Linked DNA regions of Zea mays: region 1 is linked to region 2. A link is a contact called in public Hi-C data. All regions are on one chromosome and are shown on one strand. The core of a region is the stretch at or near the end of the contact, and the rest is flanking DNA. Distances in the headings are between cores, read along the strand shown.

Evidence for each region. Hi-C and Micro-C count contacts between places; a contact is called where the count stands out from the background.
Region 1: a contact with region 2 is called in a Hi-C map of leaf, with 2.9 times the contacts expected there. The contact joins the promoter of LOC100282686 here to the promoter of LOC100192799 in region 2. A contact is called at or near these places in 5 of 25 Hi-C or Micro-C datasets (ear and leaf).

What each region holds. Positions count from the first base shown.
Region 1 is chr8:134,590,179-134,596,091 of Zm-B73-REFERENCE-NAM-5.0, forward strand. It overlaps LOC100282686 (metal tolerance protein A2), which reads right to left and starts at 1,487. Exons shown (of 2, transcript NM_001348966.1): 1 at 1,299-1,487.
Region 2 is chr8:134,318,433-134,324,358 of Zm-B73-REFERENCE-NAM-5.0, forward strand. It overlaps LOC100192799, which reads left to right and starts at 3,896. Exons shown (of 12, transcript NM_001137992.1): 1 at 3,896-4,016; 2 at 4,260-4,329; 3 at 4,754-4,882; 4 at 4,981-5,105; 5 at 5,400-5,521; 6 at 5,620-5,702. The coding sequence starts at 4,327.

The DNA of each region.
Region 1 (5,913 bases), core at 237-2,736, 270 kb after region 2:
GATCCATTGAAACATACAGTAGTAGCACATCCTTGTTGATCATATCAAGTTCCAAGTAAGGGAACTGAGAAAATAACAGAACAGCAGGGGAAAAAACAATTGTCTTTCTCTTCCCTCTCCCCCTTTTCTTTGTCTTCCTCTCCCTTTCCCACAAGTGACATCATCTCTAAGTGCAGACAAGTCACCCTGATTAGTAAATCCCACAAAACATTTTGTCGTCCACACACAACAGCATAAACCAACCTAGAAGATTCAATCAAGTTTATGAAAAAAAATGGGTAGAACTGTAGAAGATTCAATCAAGTGCATTTAAAAATGGACATAAACATAATATATGCACTCGACACAGCTACATTACACTATCCAAACAAAGCAAACCAAGTAAATCTCAAAAACAGATTCAAAGCAGAATCAAGGCCGATGAGAATATCTGCTGCCCCGAAAGCAAAAGCACAAAAAAAAAGCTAGATTCCTCAAGATAGGTATGGAAAATAAGATGCGGTACCGATTGAGCGAGGCCGGCGATTCCGCAACCCAAGACTTGGAAGTTGGAACACAACTCAACTCTGGCCTAAACAAAGGATATGCAAGCAAAAACCAGTGGACTGCCGTCTGGAAATTGGAACCAACCGCGCGGCCAGGTGGTACTTGTAGACGGATGGGCGCAGCCACGGGTGGGGAGAATCAGAGGAGCATCATTGCCGAGACCCCTCCACGGGCACACAGTACCCGTGGCATTTGACGCGACGCCCCAGGTCGCGGAACAGGATGGTGATGGGACGGAACACAACCAACCAGCCGACCCTACCGACGGAACCCATCAGACTGGCTGGCGAGGACGGCCACCAGTACCTTGAGAGAAGAGAGCAATGGAATCGCGGTCCCGGCGAATAAACCCGCCGCGGAAACGAACAAGGCGATCGATCCCACCCCTCGCTTTGGTAGGGGTAAGGAAGAAAGCGACCGGGGTGGCAAATTATGTGCGCACCTGCTACCGGCCGCTACGCCCACGGACTTTGTCGGATCGGAGGAACGAAAGATTCGTTGTGATCCGTCGCGGCCACGCCCCTCGGGCGGCGGTCGCATTCGCGCTTCCCCCGTTCAACGACTGCATCATGAATCCGTCTGTCTAACCACCCAACCCAACCAGCAAGATTAGGAAACGAAATACCCGGCCGCGACAGCGATTGTCCGCGCGAGTCAGATCGGAGGCGCCGCTCCCGGTCGCCTCCGTCCGACTCTTCCCGACCGAACGAACGCGGAGTCAGGGAAGGAAGGAGGAGGAAGGGTGTGCGTACCTCGCCCGCCCGTGCGGTCTTCTCCCTGGGCCGCGGGCCGAGGATGGGTAGAGGAGCGGCGGATGCGTGGGGCGGTCGAGGCGGCGGCGGCGGCGGCGGCGTGGAGACCCGAGTGGAGGGACAGAAAGAGGCGCCTGCCTGCCTGACTCACGGCGTCGAGGGCCGAGCGGCCTGGCACGGGGATCAGGGGATGGGGCTCTGCTCGAACAGCGTGACTGGCTGGCTGCTACTGCAACCAATGAGACGGTTATAACACAAAAGTTTTATGGCGCAGCAAAAGGATACGAGTTTGTGTGGACAGCTCGGCCCAAGAAGCGAAGCCCAGTCCACCCCATGATTGAGTCCACCAGCCCACAGTGGCGTCGTGCGCAGCCGCTACCCTGAATAGAGCGCAGGGCGTGCTGCGTCTGCGATGCCAGCGGCGGCCGGCGACAAGGCTCCACATGGCCATCGAGCGCAGGGAGGGAGAGGGCAAAACGGAATCGCATGGAAAGACCAAACCGCGAGGTACTGTACTACATATAACTTCAGCCATATACCTTTTTTTCCTTTCTTTCATTCGTCCTCCGGTCGTCGTCAAATTCGAAGGATGAATGGATGGTGCTTAGGACAGCAGGTTGCACTGCAGGCGTGTAGGCTATTTGACCGGTAGGAGTATTTTGCATAAGTTGCTGTCGGCGTGTCAACCGTGCATATATAAACAGAGAGGATTCGTAGTTAGACATACAATCTTGGCCTTAAGATAAAGGTTAGTGTAGTAGTTGGAGTAGTCCTAAGGACTGGTTCCAACAGACCCTCCAAGGGGTCCTATACTCTAAACTGTAATTTAGAGCAGATTTTCGTCATCTACTCCCTCCATGTATAGAGTACGCTGTTGGATTCTGTATATATATTGTTTTTTATCTCTTATACCCATAATCCATTTGAATACTTTAAGCAACCGGTTCAATAAAACTAAAATATATATAATATATTTGAGAGTATAACAAATACGTATGTAAAAAAAATGTCTCTAACATAAGTATTTGCGTATAGAGGACATGATTAGAGGATGTTGTTGGAGAGGAAGGTGTATAGAGAATGAAATCTTTTAGAGAGGACTGTGAAGGACATATAGAGAGGATAGATATAGAGGACGTTGTTGGAGACAATCTAAGATCCCTGCCTTTGTAGATGTGGAGGAGGGTTCTGGCGCGATGGAGGAGGCAGAGTCTGATCACCCGCCGCTGCCGAGGAGGCTCAGATCCATGTGTTGTTGGGTTGCCGTGATCCTCAGTCACTTTATATTAGAGCGACCCCGGTCAGTGAAGTGCAGTGAATATATATGGGGAATCGTGTAGAGAAGAGCATGTCTCTTTTTTTCAATTAACCCTTAGAGACCCCTCAAGAGACCTTATATTAAATAGGGAAATGAGGTTGTACATGTCCTTAGTGAGGTATTTGTCTTTTGAATTTTTTTTCACTTAACCCTTAAAGATCTCTTATTTAATGGGGTTAGACTATCTCTAGAAACTCCTTATCCCAGTCCTTATCTCACTCGCTATTTTAAACTCTTCTATGCAAAGAGTGCAAAACAGTGTTATACATATCTGCATGCCTTATACACATCCTTAAGTCGATCTTGTCAGGGCGGAGGCCCAATATGGCTCGTTATTACTTGAGCAATACCTTAGCCCACCCCAATAATAGTCTAAGAAAATGTCAATAATAAAAAATAACATCTACTTCTAACCTAAAGTTGCTACTTGCTAGCAGCCAGCACTGCGTCAACCGCCCATACGGCGTCCCGAAGCTCCACGCGCTCCTCCTTTCACCCAGCTTCTGTTGAATAATTAGACAAATTCCAGTTTAAATTCCGAATATAAATCATGACAAAATCACAAGCACTGAAATAACAAGCCAAATCAGATGATGTGTACTGATTAGACTTACTGATAGATGGCACGCGCCGGAATCAGCAGGGTCGACGATGTCGAAGTAGCAAAATCAGCAGGGTCGACGAGGTCAATCAGATCACGAGCAGTCGCGTGAAGACGCTTCCCAAAAACCTTATTCGGCCTCTCCTGGTGCAGGATCTAGAAGGCGAAGGGTTCCGGAGACCTGCTCTCCTAATCGCAGATGCACCTCTACGATCGGGATGAAGAGAACTGGAAGGCGGCTCAGCTGTGAAGAGAGGCGAAAGCGAATTGGGATGATTTGGAGGCTGGCTGCCGGGCTCCTTTTATAGGGCCGAGTCCGCGAACCCCCGTGCTTATCCGCCCACGAAAATCTCGCAATCAGTTGAGATTTTATAGCGATTGGTTAGGATAAGCGTAACAGCCAAGAAACCAAAAAATCAAACGGCAAAAGGTAGTCGCGCCCCCGCAAGGCGAGGGGCCGGATTTTGGCGGACCATTCACGCGCATGTCGTGCCCCCGCGCCCTTCGCCCCGGCCAGGCCAGGCGAGGCGAGGCGAGCGAGCGCGCGCGCGCGTGTGGCTCTCCACACTCTCTCCTCTCATCCATGACTTGGTGAGTGAGTGTGGCTTCCATATTTAAGCTAGCTCTACTCCACTAGAGCTAGCAATATGGTGCTAACGGTTCCACCTATCCTCTAGCCATCCTCTTGTATGGGCTTTTGAGATTTTCTGGGATTTATTTGAATATCTTAATTGGGCCAAGCCCATAAATCCTAACAATCCCCCACCAGATCTCAAATGTCCATCTGCAGTTTTCGCCACTGTTCACTACTGTTTAATATACTAGTTTTTTTTCAGCAGAGACTGTTAAGTTGAACTTCCGCCTAGAACTCCAAGCTACACCAACCCACAACTTGGACAATGGACTATGCCTTGAATTGCAAGTTTTGCGTGAATGGGTTTCACTTGAAGTCATGACCAGTACTTGGCTACCAGTAGTCCCCTTCTCGGGTGGAGCATATACGTCGTACTCCAAGGTCTCTTCATGAGTTTACTAGAGATCACCCAGATCTCATAGACTGCGACGTTAGACAGTCTAACTCATATAGGTGTGTTCTTTCAAAGAATGTTCTGCGGGACAACATCTTCGCTAATACAAGCCAACAGAACACATTAAGGCACAAAGCCAACCTGCCTTACAGCATTTGAGAGTATTGCATCTTTACTTAGAGAGGGTCAAAGGCTACTCTCCTCAGTTCACCAATGGCTTGTTCTTCCCAGGACCTAATTCACGGGATCTCCGATCACATAGACTGGGTTTCCACCATGGCAACTTTATTCGGGTCTCATACCCATCTCTCTCGATGCGGTTTCTATCACATTACGTGGTAGTCCCTTGGTAAAAGGATCTGCCAGATTTTTATCTGTTGAAATATAAGTCACACTTATAACTCCGGAGTTTCTCAACTTTCTAACAGACTTCAATCGTCTTTTGACATGTCTTGATGACTTTCCATTATCCTTAGAACTCGTCACTTTAGCAATCACTGTCTGATTGTCACAGTTCATAAGGATAGCTGGTATTGGTTTCTCAACCACCGGCAAGTCCATCAAGAGTTCACGCAACCATTCTGCCTCAACGGTTGCTGTGTCAAGTGCAGCTAGCTCGGCTTCCATGGTTGACCTCGTCAAAATGGTCTGCTTGCATGACCTCCATGATACCGCACCTCCACCAATAGTAAAGACATAACCACTGGTGGCATAAAGCTCGTCTGCATCAGATATCCAGTTCGAATCACTATATCCTTCAAGTACTGCATGCTGACCAGAATAGTGAATTCCATAACTCATTGTCCCTTGCAGGTAGCGCATAACCCGCTCAAGTGCATGCCAATGATCAGTCCCGGGGTTTGACATGAACCTGCTCAATTTGCTCACAGCAAACGAGATATCGGGCCTTGTTGCACCAGCAAGATACATGAGTGAACCGACAATCTGAGAGTATCTCAATTGGTCTAAACCAATTCTCTTGTTCTTTCGCAGTGTCACACTGGGATCATAAGGTGTTGGAGAAGGTTTGCACTCAGAGAAGCCAAATCGCTTCAAAACCTTTTCAACATAGTGAGATTGCGAGAGAGTAATCCCACCATCTGCCTTAATCAGCTTGATGTTTAGAATCACATCAGCTTCTCCAAGATCTTTCATATCAAAACTCTTTGATAGAAAAGACTTGACTTCATTGATCACATCAATGTTTGTGCCAAATATCAATATATCATCAACATATAAGCACAATATAACTCCTTCGCCCCCACCACAGCGATAATATACACACCCGTCTGCCTCATTAATGGCAAAGCCTGCAGACGTTAGAGTCGTGTCAAACTTCTCATGCCACTGCTTTGGTGCTTGCTTCAGACCATACAGAGATTTCAATAACTTGCACACCTTGCTTTCTTGACCCTTTACTACAAATCCATCAGGCTGTTCCATATAGATTTCCTCGTCTAGCTCTCCATTAAGAAAAGCTGTCTTTACATCCATCTGATGAACAAGGAGACCATATGAGGCAGCCAAAGAAAGTAGTACTCGAATAGTGGTCATTCTAGCAACAGGTGAATAAGTATCAAAGAAGTCTTCTCCTTCTTTCTGAGTATAGCCTTTAGCCACAAGCCTAGCCTTGTACTTTTCAATTGTACCATCAGGCTTGAGCTTCTT
Region 2 (5,926 bases), core at 2,646-5,145:
GGCACAGGAGGTCCATGGGCCAAATTACGATCCGAGGACCGAGGACATCGATGGGGATGTCCTCATGAGGGTCGGAGGAGGCAAGAGACATGGGCAATACTGATTGCCGATGGGGCAATCGACTCATCGTCCATTCCCACTCTGTCTCAGGTGCGAGCAAGGAGCACAAGCTGGAGCCCAGCCATACGACCTTAGCAAGACAACTCACATCATCGCATACAACAACTCGAGGTTAGTGCTTTTGTAACTCGTCATTCCTTGAGTTATATACCTTCTCTTTGAGTTATTATAACATTGGCTTGGAATATTACAGACCCAACTAGAAGAAGAGAGGAGGGAACGTTAGGAGATGGAGGTGAGGATGATAGCAGTGCGGGAGATGGAGTGGGAGGCCTGCTTGGTAGATCAGCAGAGGATGGCAGAGATGTTTCAGTACATGCAGAGCCTTGACACCACATATAGTTTCGCTCCACCACTTCCGTTGTTCCCTCCAGTTGACCCTGCTCAGTACCATACTCCTGTGAGTATCAAAATTCTAGTTCTTCATGATATATATTCATTTGGTATAACACATGCAATCTCTTCTCTGTGCAGGGACAATCTGGGGTGGCATCCAACAACCCTCATGGATCGCCCAACCCATCGCCGCACCAGTCTAGCCGCCCACCTCGATGAGATATTATATTTGTTAGTGTTGTTAATACTTTGTGAGATAACCCGATCTGAACTTGTTTGATGTTGGTAATGCTTTGTGAGATACTTCAGACTTATGTTCTTGAGTGTTATATACTTATGTTTATGTTCGAACATTTTGGTAATGCTTTGTGAGAACTTGTTTGATTTATGGTCTTTGTGAGATATGTGATGTATATGTGATATATGTGATGATTATGTGATATCTTTTGTTTGTTTGGATGCAATAGCAAAAACAAATAAAAATGGGTATACTGGTCACTTTGTCGAGTGTAACACTCGGCAAAGAGGTGCTTTGTCGAGTGTCCAGGTCATAGCACTCGACAAAGATGGCACACCTGGACACCAGTAAAGCTTCTTTGCCGAGTGCTATGGCCCTGACATTCGGCAAAGGAGCAAGTTTTGTCGAGTGTCTCCTAGTGCACTCGGCAAAGAAACTGACAAAGGGGCACGCTGGCGACCTCGTTGTCGGGTGCTAGTCCGGCGGGCACTCGGCAAAGAGGGAAACTCTTTACCAAGCGTCACCTAATACTCTCGGCAAATGTATACTCTTTGCCGAGTGTCACCTAGTACACTCGGCAAAGGCGTTGTCCGTTACCAGTCGCCGTGACGACGACTTTTCTTTGCCGAGTACCGAGTGACACTCGGCAAAGCCTTTGTCGAGTGCCCGATAAAAACTACTCGATAAAGAAGCCGTTGTCGATATACATTTTGCCGAGCTCTCTTTGCCGCGCCGAGTGTTTTCCAGGCTTTGCCGAGTGCTTTAGACACTCAGTAAAGAGCCCGATTCCGGTAGTGCCTGTTGGTGAGGGCACAAAAGTCTGGTACGATGCCGACAATATTATTATTATTATTGTTGCTATTTCTACTATTTCTATTACTATTACTATTATTATGTTACATATCAATGAGTCGAGCTAACTTTTAAGGCTTGTCCGAGAACCGAGCTGTAGTGGATTAAGGAATGTTAGGAAAAAAGTTGAGTGCATACCATATGTTATATGTAAAGTCACTTCCTCTGCAGCTCCATCACATCCATCACCTGCACACCCACACAAACAGAAGGAAAAAATAACTAACCAGATGGTGGACCTTCAAATGGTAGATGTGAGCAGCTATAGAGTGAGTGACTTTACATCCGGTATGCACACACAAATCGGCGATGGGCACGAAGAATCCAGATGTCGCCCTGAAGCCTATCACAGATTCCCTGGCCTAGACATGCCGACCTATGTGGACGTGATATACGAGTCATCGTCGACCAATGATTGATGCTGGTTCTGTTTTCTCCTCTGACCACCATCGCCCATGGAGCCGTTGTCCGAGGAAACTGTATGTCGCCCTTAGAGATGACAATGGGTCCTGATCTTTGATTCTCCCTCTATTAGGGAACGAGGATATAGAAGTTTTTTCTCACGGGGATGTAAATAGGGAAAAATCCCTCTCTAATGGGCAAATGAGGATGGGGACGAGAAGCATTTTCCATCTTTGTTTCCCACGGGGACCCATTAAACCTTCATATGACAATGTTTTTGAGTACTAATTAATGATAAAAATAAATAATTACCTTATCAACAGATCAATCATTACATAAATGTGTTCATTTGGATATACACATAATGATTTTCTTCAATATAATAATATGTATAAGTGAAAATATTTTGCATTAATAACAAAAAATGTATGTTCTAATTATAATTTAAACGAAGACGAGAATCCCAGGCACTGTGGAGGACCGACAATGGAAAAGAAATGTTCTCGCAAGTGGGACGAGTACGAGGGGCTATTTCCTGTCAAGAAATTCCTCATTGCCATCCATAGTTACCCACCCCTGGTTGATCTTTACCTCGCCGAATTAGGAGGCATGTGTGGTAAATAGGCATACTAGTTCGTCCATGCTGTCATAGATCCTGTCTTGTGTTTTCATGTTAACCTGATGCTCGCTCCAGCAATAGTCTCTAAAGCCTTCTCTACCCTAAATATAGAGGACCAAACGATCCTCTATATTCTCCAGCGTCCTCTAAATAGTCCTCTAAATTTAGAGGACGCTGTTGGATTCTCTATATATAGAGTTTCTCTAAACGGTCCTCTATCCATTTGAATACTTTAAATAACCGGTTTAGCAAAACAAAAATATGTACAATACTGAGAGTATGACAAATACGTATACAAAAAATAAAAAATAAAAAATGTCTCTAATATAGGTATTTTTGTATAGAGGACATGATTTAAAGTATGTTGTTGGAGAGAAAGGATATATAGAGGATAAAATTTTTTAAAGAAGACTATAAAAATAAATATAAATGATGGATATAGAGTACCTTGCTTGATTCAGTCAATTGTGTTGCCGTAATTCCTTGAGTTGCGCATTTCGGCCGATTTGCCATTCTCAATTCCTGTGTATATATTCTTATAGGTTTTATATGCGGATGTGACCGCCTGTTTAAACAAGTGTTGCGGTGTTCTAGGCGGTCATGATTGTACTCCACATATTTTTTTTTATATACATGGCTCATGGTTCAGCAGCATAGGCGGCAGGCTGCAGTGCCTATGCAGCTCTGCTAGTTGAAGGCCGTTTGCCCCAAATGCATGCCACAGCGTTATTATTTCACTCAGAGATTGAGGGTATGATTTTTTTTACGAGGGAAAAACACTTCTGTTTTTGTTTGGCTGACATATAAATTGTTTTTGTATGCTTCCCCTTGGCTACAATTAGAGATTGTAATGGATCATAATCTAAATCTTTCTTTACAATATAAGTTAGAGCCCTTAATTAATTTTGGTTTAAAAATAAATAGGAATAGAGATTAGTTCTAATCTGATTTGATTTTTAAATTTTATAATACAGCCCATTACCACTCCTAGCTACAATAGCTTGTTTAGAAAAAAAATCTCACGAATTCAACTGGCCGGACGAGAAAATCTCTGAAGATTGGCAAATTTGAATCTCGCCATTTTCAATTGAGCAGGTGATTATATATATATATATACATATATTTTCATTTTCTTTACTCAGACAACTATTATTATTTTGAAATAGAAGTAAAAAAGAATGCTGCCCATTTGCAGGCTACAGTAGTGTGTAGTTATTGGGCTGGAAATCCACGTGCAAAGTGCCCAAAACTGAACCCACAACCCGAAACCAGCAGGCAACAAAGCAACCAGAGGCAGAGCGTTCTTCTTCCCCGACGGCCCGGGCCGACGGCTCGACTCCACTAGTCGCTGGAACCCTCTGCAACAAAGCCGCCTCCACCTGACCACCTCCCTTGAGCTCTTCCCCTTCCTCGTGGGTTGTGCGAGCCCTCTACCGGCGCGCAGTACAGGTACCAACACTCGGAATTATTCTCCGTCTTCTTCCTTGAGCCGCGCCGCCCACCGCTCCACCTCGCCTTCTCCTAATTTGAATCGGAGTCGTACCCGCCGCCGCCCTCCACACGTAGCGACTCGTCTCGTTCATCTTTCCCTGTTTGATTCTGTGTGCGGCAGTTTTGTGATATTCCTCTCTTAATAACATATGCATATACGACCTCTCCTTATAATTTTTGGTTGTTTGATATGGATTTCAGGGGCTGATTGGGTGATCAAACCCGCAAGATTTGGGTTTGTGATTTAGGAGCAGGAGGCGGTGGCAATATGGTAAGGACACTCATGGACTGCCCCTTGCTCCCTTGACTAGTGTGAGAATATATCTTGCTCTCAGTCAAGAGGTTTAGATAGCTAGTGGAGTCCGGTGAATGCGGCAAATACGGCAAATACGGATTTGTAATGTTAAATGGACTGTCTCCTTTTGCGTTTGGGGTAATGCAGATTTTTGATGTGGAGATTTCGTTTGCTGACGACCTGAATTTAACTTTAAGCAGCAGCTCTTGGAGTTTATCCCCCTATTGTGGTTGCCAGAGATGGCATGTGTCCAAAATTTCAACTTATATCTGTAGTTGGTTCTTTGAAACTTCAATTTCTATTGCAGCCTTGCCCACTCCGTTTTTTGTTGAGCTGGATGGTAGCTTGGCGTTCCTAATTTTGGACCTCTGGCTTAAAAGCGAAAAAAATACCCCTGCAGGAATATAAGGCGAGATCTACTGGAACTTCAGGAACTTCGTCTAAAAGTTTCCGTGATCTGTACAATATGAAGTACTCGAGCTACTTAAACGACGAACCAATGCCGGATGCTACATCGGAAAAGGAGCAGGTTGTAATACTCAGGCTATTTAGTCCCTGCTTTGTAGGCTGTTTCACAAGCAAGCTTTGGTTAAGCTACACCTGTTGCTTCCTATGTTTTATTTCCAGGGAAATGAGTATTTCAAACAGAAGAAGTTCACTGATGCTATTGAATGCTACTCCAGAAGTATTGGGCTGTCTCCTACAGCAGTCACATTTGCAAATAGAGCTATGGCATATCTTAAACTAAGAAGGCAAGTTACTCTGGGACTGTATGCATCCACTTCACCTTATGCAATATCTTCATTTGTTCTGCTTTTACTAGAAGTACCCCATCTCGATTTAATCTGAAGCCATATATTTTTATTAGCTCCAGCAATTTGAGACTGTAGGATAAGGCATATTTTTTGTATTCTTGGTTCTTGTTATCTGTGCTATTTATAATATATTTTTACCTACCTGCTGTGTCCTGTGGAACCTGGAAGTTCCGTTTCCAAGAGGTTTTTTTTCCTGCTGTAGTCTTATATTATAGATATGTAATTCATCAGATTCAAGGAGGCAGAGGACGATTGCACTGAAGCTCTGAATCTGGATGATCGCTATATTAAAGCATACTCACGCCGAATTACTGCACGAAAAGAACTTGGGAAGCTTAAGGAGGCAATGGATGGTATTCCATGCTAAAATGCTTCTGTATTTTTCTTTTTTATAATCTTCTTTTTTACTTTCTGAATATTGACCTGAATTATACACCGATTATGTGTATAGATGCTGAATTTGCTATCAGTCTTGATCCAAACAATTCAGAGCTAAGGAAGCAGTATTCTGAGATAAAAGCTTTGCACATGGAGGTGAGGAAACTCAACTTCAAATTGTTTCACCTTACACCTGCTTAGATTTTAGCAATTTACTACTCTTTGGTTATAAATTTCACTTTCGCTCATTTTAACTGGAATAATGACAAAACATGGGCTTTTGAGTTGCATGGCTTATGTGTGATTCAGTGGCATAACCATGTGGATGATCTCTGCAGGGATTGTAAATGTTTTTATCAGTCTCATTAGCACTGATGGGC